2 separate regions of the Sus scrofa genome follow, and region 1 is linked to region 2. The links are chromatin contacts, called in public HiChIP or PLAC-seq maps. All regions are on one chromosome and are shown on one strand. The core of a region is the stretch at or near the end of the contact, and the rest is flanking DNA. Distances in the headings are between cores, read along the strand shown. Region 1 overlaps STAT5B (signal transducer and activator of transcription 5B). Region 2 overlaps ATP6V0A1 (V-type proton ATPase 116 kDa subunit a).

What was found. HiChIP or PLAC-seq counts read pairs in DNA pulled down with a chosen protein or histone mark.
Region 1: a contact with region 2 is called in an H3K27ac HiChIP or PLAC-seq map of skeletal muscle. The contact joins two enhancer-like sites. A contact is called at or near these places in 3 of 47 Hi-C or Micro-C datasets (liver, retroperitoneal adipose tissue and subcutaneous adipose tissue) and 2 of 2 datasets of contacts at active chromatin or transcription factors (alveolar macrophages and skeletal muscle).

What each region holds. Positions count from the first base shown.
Region 1 is chr12:20,563,294-20,567,111 of Sscrofa11.1, reverse strand. STAT5B (signal transducer and activator of transcription 5B) reads right to left here. Exons shown (of 18, transcript NM_214168.1): 13 at 2,560-2,654; 14 at 2,328-2,458; 15 at 851-1,021. Among named protein-coding and RNA genes, the nearest start is that of GHDC, 16 kb to the left of the region's middle. Within about 2 kb of position 2,436, at least 2 of the 83 cell types and tissues checked have an H3K27ac peak or open chromatin away from gene starts, as enhancers often do. A contact at or near this core is called in skeletal muscle, where this site is marked.
Region 2 is chr12:20,289,362-20,293,127 of Sscrofa11.1, reverse strand. It overlaps ATP6V0A1 (V-type proton ATPase 116 kDa subunit a), which reads left to right. Exons shown (of 22, transcript XM_013980945.2): 22 at 3,150-3,766. The coding sequence ends at 3,243. Among named protein-coding and RNA genes, the nearest start is that of HSD17B1, 20 kb to the right of the region's middle. Within about 2 kb of position 2,432, at least 53 of the 83 cell types and tissues checked have an H3K27ac peak or open chromatin away from gene starts, as enhancers often do. A contact at or near this core is called in skeletal muscle, where this site is marked.

The DNA.
Region 1 (3,818 bases), core at 1,187-3,686, 270 kb before region 2:
GTAATTCCCACACAGGAAGTACTTATGAAGCTTCTGGCAACTCTGCAGAACACATACCAAATGACTGGGAGAACACTCAATGAGCTGCATATTTTTTGGCTTTTTTTTTTTTTTTTTTTTGGTCGGGCCTGTGGAATGTGGACGTTCCCTGGCCAGGGACTGAACTTGAACCATAACAGTGACCACACCGGATCCTTAACCTGCTGTGCCACCAGGGAACTCCTGAACTGCTTATGTTGATGAGAGGAGAGACTGCTGTATGATATCTATTTTCTTTTCTATACTTTTCTGGAAATTTTACAATAAATACGTAATACTTTTATGCTCAGAAAATAAAACTATCTCTGTTTTGAAAAACAAAAATTTTATCTTCCTATTTATTTTTTCTTTTTTTGGCCACCCCTGAGGCATATGGAGTTTCTGGGCCAGGGATCAGATCTGAGCCACAGCTGTGACCTAAGCCACAGCTGCAGCAATGGCAGATCCTTAACCCAGGGGTGCCGGGCCGGGGATCGAACCCGCGTCTTACCACTCCCAAGATGCTGCTGATCCTGTTGTGCCACAGCAGGAACTCCCCTATTTATGTTTGATTTAAGCTTGTATTGAAAGCAATCTGTTACCTTCAATTTGATATTTGGGGTTGGTGGCAGATGTGCTTTTTGTGGGATAGAAAAATAGAGCCCAGGTTTTACCTTTGCCCTGGATAATGACCAAATGGTAACGAGTGGGTTTTTTTGTTATTGTTGTTATTGTTAATTGTCAGGTTTTCATGCCAGACAGACAGACACACACACACCTAAAACAAAACCAAAATCACAACAAAACCAAATCAGAATGCGAACATTGTTACCGGTGGCAGGCTCGCATGGAACTGGGGTGTAATATTTGGAGTACACTTCATCCTTTGGCCGATCAGGAAACACGTAGATAAGGTAATTCAGGTCTCCCAAGCGGTCTGCCAGGGACCGGATAGAGAAGTCTCTGGTGGTAAAAGGCATCAGATTCCAAAACATTCTTTCCTCTAGATCAGTAAACAGAATAATCATAGTCTAAATATGGTCTCTGAACAGGAAATCTTAAAACCCAAATATACTACAAATATAGCTCTCCATTAAAACTGTTCCAATAAAAATCTCCATTAAAAAAATAAACATGGGCGTTCCCATCATGGCTCAGTAGAAACGAATCTGACTAGCATTCATGAGGACTCAGATTTGATTCCTGGCCTCAGTGGGTTAAGGATCTGGCGTTGCTGGGAACTGGGGTGTAGGTTGCAGATGTGGCTTGGATCCTGCGTTGCTGTGGCTGTGGTGTAGGCTGGCGGATACAGCTCCAATTTGACCCCTAGCCTGGGAACCTCCATATGCCACACCATAAAAAGCAAAAAAAAAAAAAAAAAAAAAAAAAAAAAAAGTTATGGGTAGACTTTCATTACTATAAGCAGGTAATGCATATACCACTTCCCTAGAGATTTAATGATCTCAGGGAGTTTCAAGTTCAAAGAGTATTCTGTCTCTCTCTAGAAGAGATAGCTTGCTGGCTCCAGTCCCTGACTCCCTGTACAAAAGTATGTAAGAGAGAAAGAAAGCATATCCACAGCCAGCAGATATGTGAGAGTTATTCAAAACTATTAACATATATATATATTTTTCTTTTTAAGGCCACATGGCAGTATATAGAAGTTCCCAGACTAGGGGTTGAATGGGAGCTGTAGCTGCTCGCATATACCACAGCCACAGTAACGGGATCCGAGCCGTATCTGCGATCTATACCACAGCTCAGGGCAATGCTGGATCCTTATCCCACTGAGCAAGGCCAGGGATCGAACCATGTCCTCATGGATACTAGTTGGGTTCGTTAACCACTGAGCCATGATGGGACCACAACTAGTCAGATTCTTAACCTGAGCCACAATGGGAACTCCAATGGCAATATTCTTATAATAGGATAAAGGAATGATTCAAATAGCATATTATTCCACTTTAACAACTCCAAACAACAAAGTAATTCTTTACTGGAGTAAGTTCAAAGTTGAGTGATAAGAAGGCAAATATTTCAAATGAGAAGCAGCTGAGATTTGGGACAGGGCGCTGCATTACAGGTGGCCATGTCCCCTTGTACATTTGTGTTTCTCAAAACTAGTAACTGTTTCCCAGAAGATTTTACACAGGCTGCAGCTGTGTCATGGTTATACATTTGTGCTTCCCATAATTAGCACTGGCCCCAAAGAATAATATGTACTCAATAACTTGTTTCTTAAAGTAATTTTGCAACAAAAGCAGCTAACGAGAGCCAAGATATGTCTTAAAAAAGGGAGGGGCACTCACGAGAATCAAACTTCCAAGCAATGGTGATGCCACCAATTTCAGAGTCACTGAACCTCAGCAGGAAAGTCCCGTCGGGCTTGTTAATGAGTAGGTCATGGGCCTGTTGCTTGTTCACGAAACCCAAAATAGCCCTGGATCAGAAATGCCAAAGGAGCAGAAGCAGAGTGGGATGTTTTAATGCCGGAAAGATCATCTTCCTAACTCTACTGCTAACTTAAGAAAGGATTCTCACCCATCGTTCCAATGAGGCTTGAGATGTTTTTTTAACACTTCCATCACGCCATCAAACCACTGCCAGAAAGTGTAATTCCGTCCTGGTAAATTTTCCTGGTTGGAGAGACAACAAATGAATACAAATAGGCAGAAGGAACCCTCAGGATATTACCCGTATAGACTTTAACTGGTGAAATTAAAGGGAAAATAACATCTACACTGTCAGAATCATAGAAATATACACGCCTGCCTGAGTTTGATCAAGTGGTCCTACAACCAAAAAAAAAAAAAAAACCAGGATAGAGAGGAAAAGACAGAAGAAGGGGGAAATACCACAGAGCAGTTACCAACAGTCCGTGGATCTCGGCTACAAACACTTGCCCCTGCATCTGGACTGACTTGTTCTTTGCTTTTGGGGGGGGGGGGCGGAGCAAAGGAGAAAAGAATAGCTTTATTGCTTTGACAGGCATAAGAGGGTCACAGGAGGCTAAGGCCCTAAAGACTGGGCCCCCTCCTTTACTGTTTTTGATGTGTGGTCTGTGACCCGCAGCGGCAGCGTTGCCAGGGAGCCTCTGGGAAACGCAAAATATCAAGCCCCATTTCAGACCTGCTGAAGCTGAGCCTGCGCCTTAACAAGCTGCCCAGGTGATGTGTAAATTTGAACTGGACTAGATCACACTGTGAGGCCACAGAGAACACGCCATCATACAGCTGCTGCAATAATTATCAGCAAAGTGCAGTTATCTGATTCTGCTGGAAGGCATGATTCTGCAACGGAAAAGACAGACTACCAAGGCCTCCTGCTTCCCCTATCGAACCTCCTCTGACTACCAGCAAACCTGTTGGCTAGCTGGTTAACACACAGCCATTTAAAAGAGTTAGACTCAGAGACTATGAGATCTTTGAACTGGGGCACTTAAAACACGGGGGTGGCCATGGATGCAAAGACACAAACGTTCAATTTAAAATCGAAGATGTGACAGGTGGCATCTGAACTGCCTGAGGCTAGAGGAAATGTGGCCTTCATTGGCACCCTCTTTTGAGGGCTGAGGGCCCCATGGGAGTCTGACTTTGCATTACACTCAAGGAGCCTCAGAGAGTCAAGGGGACTGAGCCATGGAGTTCTGAGCATCACCAAAGCTTTACTTCTCATGAGTTATGTGATCATTTGCTTTGCTGTTTCCTTTACAAAGGAAGAAAATGCATGCAAAGCCGTTTGCTTAAATATTCAAGCACAAAATTTTCTACACACACACACACAAAGCATGTGGCTTTCAG
Region 2 (3,766 bases), core at 1,183-3,682:
GATTCCTCTGAGGGGTGGGAACAGCTGAGCCTCCTGAAAATGGCTGCAGGGACATTGCTGTGATTTTTCCTGGCGTCCAGCCTGGCGTCTTCATACCTGTCACTTTATCCCAAGTGTTCAGCTTGGGTTTCTTGATGCTGATGCAAGGGCTGCCCCATTATACAAGTTCTGAATCTCTTCTTGGGGACAAGAAGAAAAACATCTGATTTGATAACGAGGATAAACCACAAGTCTGAGGTTCAGATTGGGTCATGAGGAGGTGGGTGACCTATTTGAAAACAGCAGTGAGCAGGTTCATGCACCAGCCTGCTAATGCTGTCTCCTCCTGAGTTACGTCAGTCTTTTCGTCCCACTGCCCGTGTGCAGTGGCCTGCTTGCCTTCCATAGTGAGATGTCTTTTCCTGCTCATAAAAGGCAAAGGCAGGGCTATGATTGTGGTTGTAACTGTGGACACTGGACCAGGGTTCACAGACAGACTGTTGCCCCGTGGCCTCTCTTCACAGGAGCTTCAGCCGCCTTACCCAGCAGATTGCAGTTGCACATGCACAGACTGGTGGCTAAAGGGACAGACTTGGGAACCAGTTTGTTGTAAGGAATGCAGTGGCACCACAGCAGGACACCGCAGGGTGGCTGAGGGAGTGGCTGCTCAGGAGGATGAGAGCACCTGAACTGTAGCCCCAGGCTGACCTTATCGCCCTGGCACGTGGGCCATCAGCCAGCTGTGTGTCCCAGGCCTGGCACTGCTCAGAGAGGGACAGAAAAGGTAGCTGGCATCTTTCTGCAACTGCGTCTCCTCGGTCACACCCCCACAGGAAAGGGAAGAGGTCCAGACTTTACCCCTTCATTCATGCAAGAAAAAGTTTCTGTCACATAGCGGGAGCGCTCTCTCCAAGGACTCCCAGTTAGTCCTTCTGGGCCCCTGGGTGGCCTTTGTCAAGTGTTGGAACTGGAAGGGGTGACGGCTGACTGCCTGAGGGCTCTCACATCTTTTGAGTCCTGAGACGGATTTTAGTGGCCTGGGGTGTGGCAGGGCACTGGAGGCGCACCAGGAAGAGCCCCTCAGGAAGGAAGAACTTGCAGGGCAGCCCCCGGGGCCCTACTTTCTCAGGAAGCACACGTTTCCCTGGCTGGGAGGGGAAAGAGGGTGGGGAGACCAGCAGGGCCCATGCTTTCCAGCTTTGTGTTGGGAGCCGGTGAGCACGGCTGAGAGGGGCGGTGGAGTCAGGCTGGTGAAGGCCCCCCTAAGTCCCTAACCTCGAGCAGCGGCTGGTGGGAGAAGTGGTGTCAGGGGCTTTATCAGAGGCTATCTGTCCCCTGATACAGATGAGGCAGGCAGGGGCTCTGCCGAGAGAAGAGTGGGCATCCGAAAATATCTAAAGCTTGTCTATTCACCATTGTTTGGAGTTAGACTTGTTTGTGTGATTAACCAGCTAGGTCAGAGTTCCAGATCCCTCAGTGACCTGAAGGTAATTGCCCACTATCTGGCTGTAAATTTCATGAAATGACATACCATTGTCATATTCAAACACAGCCTACCCAACATGAAGAATTGTCTTTTTTTTTTTTTTTTTGTCTTTTTGCCTTTTTTTCTGGGGCCACTCCCGCAGCATATGGAGGTCCCCAGGCTAGGGTTCTAATCGGAGCTGTAGCCAACTGCCTATGCCAGAGCCACAGCAACGCTGGATCCGAGCTGCGTTTGCAACCTACACCACAGCTCATGGCAACATGGGATCCTTAACCCACTAAGCAAGGCCAGGGATCGAACCTTCAACCTCATGGTTCTTAGATTTGTTAACCACTGAGCCACGACGGGAACTCCAAGAAGAATTGAGTCTTAGCAGCAGTGGGCACGAAGCAGGAACCCAGCACCTTCCCCCCGCTCCCCCCCTTCCCCCCACCAGGAGGCCTCCATAGCTGGAAGGTCTTCTTGGGGTGTTGGGATGTGAAGCTGAATCCTGTGACTGACTTCAGTTTGAAGTGCCCCCTCCTGATCCCATTTCTTGGGTGCAGCGGTGGCCGAGGCACCAATAGGGATCCTCCTCTGGGAGGCTTTGGCACCTGAGCCCAGCCCCTGGAATGTGAAGCTGGGGAGCAGCCTGCCTGTTGGTGTGCCCACACAGAAAACTCTGTCTACCGAGGCTCCCTAGGGGCGGAGCTAGCAGCCCTGGGGTCAGGGGCCTCGGAGCCTCCTCCCCCGCTTGGCTCATTCCTCCCTGGGCTTGGAAGGAGGATGCCCGTCTGAAGCTCAAGGCTGAGTGAGGGGCACGAAGGTGGACAGTGTCTTGGAGCCCTGCCCGCAGCCGACCCTGGGCCCCAGCTCAGCCTGCTCTTACAGGGATCGGGGGCCCCCAGGGTCACACAGCACTGAGTGGAAACTATTCTTCAGGGCAGCTCTCCTTGGCTTTTTTATCCTCTGAATCATGCATTTTTCTGCCCATATTTGGTGGTGGTTTGCTTGCTGGGCAACTGTCCAGGGCGAGCTCGCAGCCTGACTCTGCTTACAGGCGTGTCCTCCTCTTCCTGCCCCCTCAGAGTCGGAAGGGCCCAGGAGACCATCAGGGATGGATGTGGAGTGGCGGGGAAGGGAGTTAAAGCTGTTTTTCCTTTCAGTCCCCAAGAGGAGAATTCTTTCTCAGATGTTTTTGTAGTTGGAAAATATTTTTGCCGTTGCTTTGAGAAGACTTCCGCTCCTAACTTCCCCCTTTCCTGGGAATTTCCTCCCCAAGCCTCCACTGTTCGCTGGCAAGCCTCCCTTCTCCTTCCTCCCCCAAGAAGAGAAACAAGAAAACAGTGGCGCCTGCCAGGGCTCCTTGCAGCCACTCGGGGGCTTCCCTTGGAGGTCTGCTGGGGGCCTGCCCAGGAGGGGACACCTCCCCCCCCCCCCCCCCCGCCGTTGTAGTTAGAGACTCAGGCCGTCTACCGAGAACGCGGCATAAACACACCCTCGCAGAGCAGGCACTGAGACCAGGCTTGTGCCTTGGTGTCCTGCGCTCTCACAGAGGGCAGGCCCTGGGTGTCCTACGCTGGAGGTTGCGGGGCCGTGGGAAGCAGGGGGCAGTGGGGAGCTTGGGGTCGGGCCTTTTTCTGGCCCAGCTGCATAGTCCCAAAGGTGTCTGTGGAATGATGACTCTCCTCTTCCCTTTCTCCAGGGTGGAGTTCCAGAACAAATTCTACAGCGGGACCGGTTTCAAATTCCTACCCTTCTCCTTCGAGCACATTCGGGAAGGGAAGTTTGACGAGTGACCCTTCAGGGGGGCTGTGTGCCCGGCTGCCCTCCCGCTCCCTCCGCAGTGATTAGCTGTTCTCCACTTGCCTGTTAGTTGTGACCCCTGGGTGTTGGCATCTGTGCCATCTGGCCCATTTCCCCCAGCCACCTGTGAGTCGTTTAGATAGATCCAGCCCTCCCTGGGGCTCCCCGCCACCCCCAGCTTTGTGTGTGGTAGTGTAGTGATTTTCTAGAGAGAAGCTGGGCTCTGGCCATCACCCACACCCCCTGGGCGCCAGCCTTGCCCTCTGGGCCTCAGGCCAGCCCTTCCTCTGCCCCCTGCTGGCGAGCCAGTTCGGGCATTCAGAGAGGAGCCGGAGCGCCTTCACCACCCACACCCAGACTCTGAGCCCCCTGCTCCTACTGGTTGGGGGCGGGGGTGCTCTTTAACACTCCCCCCTCTTGGGTTAGCAGGGGTGGGTCCAGGAAGGTGGTATTTCTGTCCTCTGCCCACCCCCACTCCCACCCCGTCTTCAGTGTGCATGTTAATCAGGAATTCAG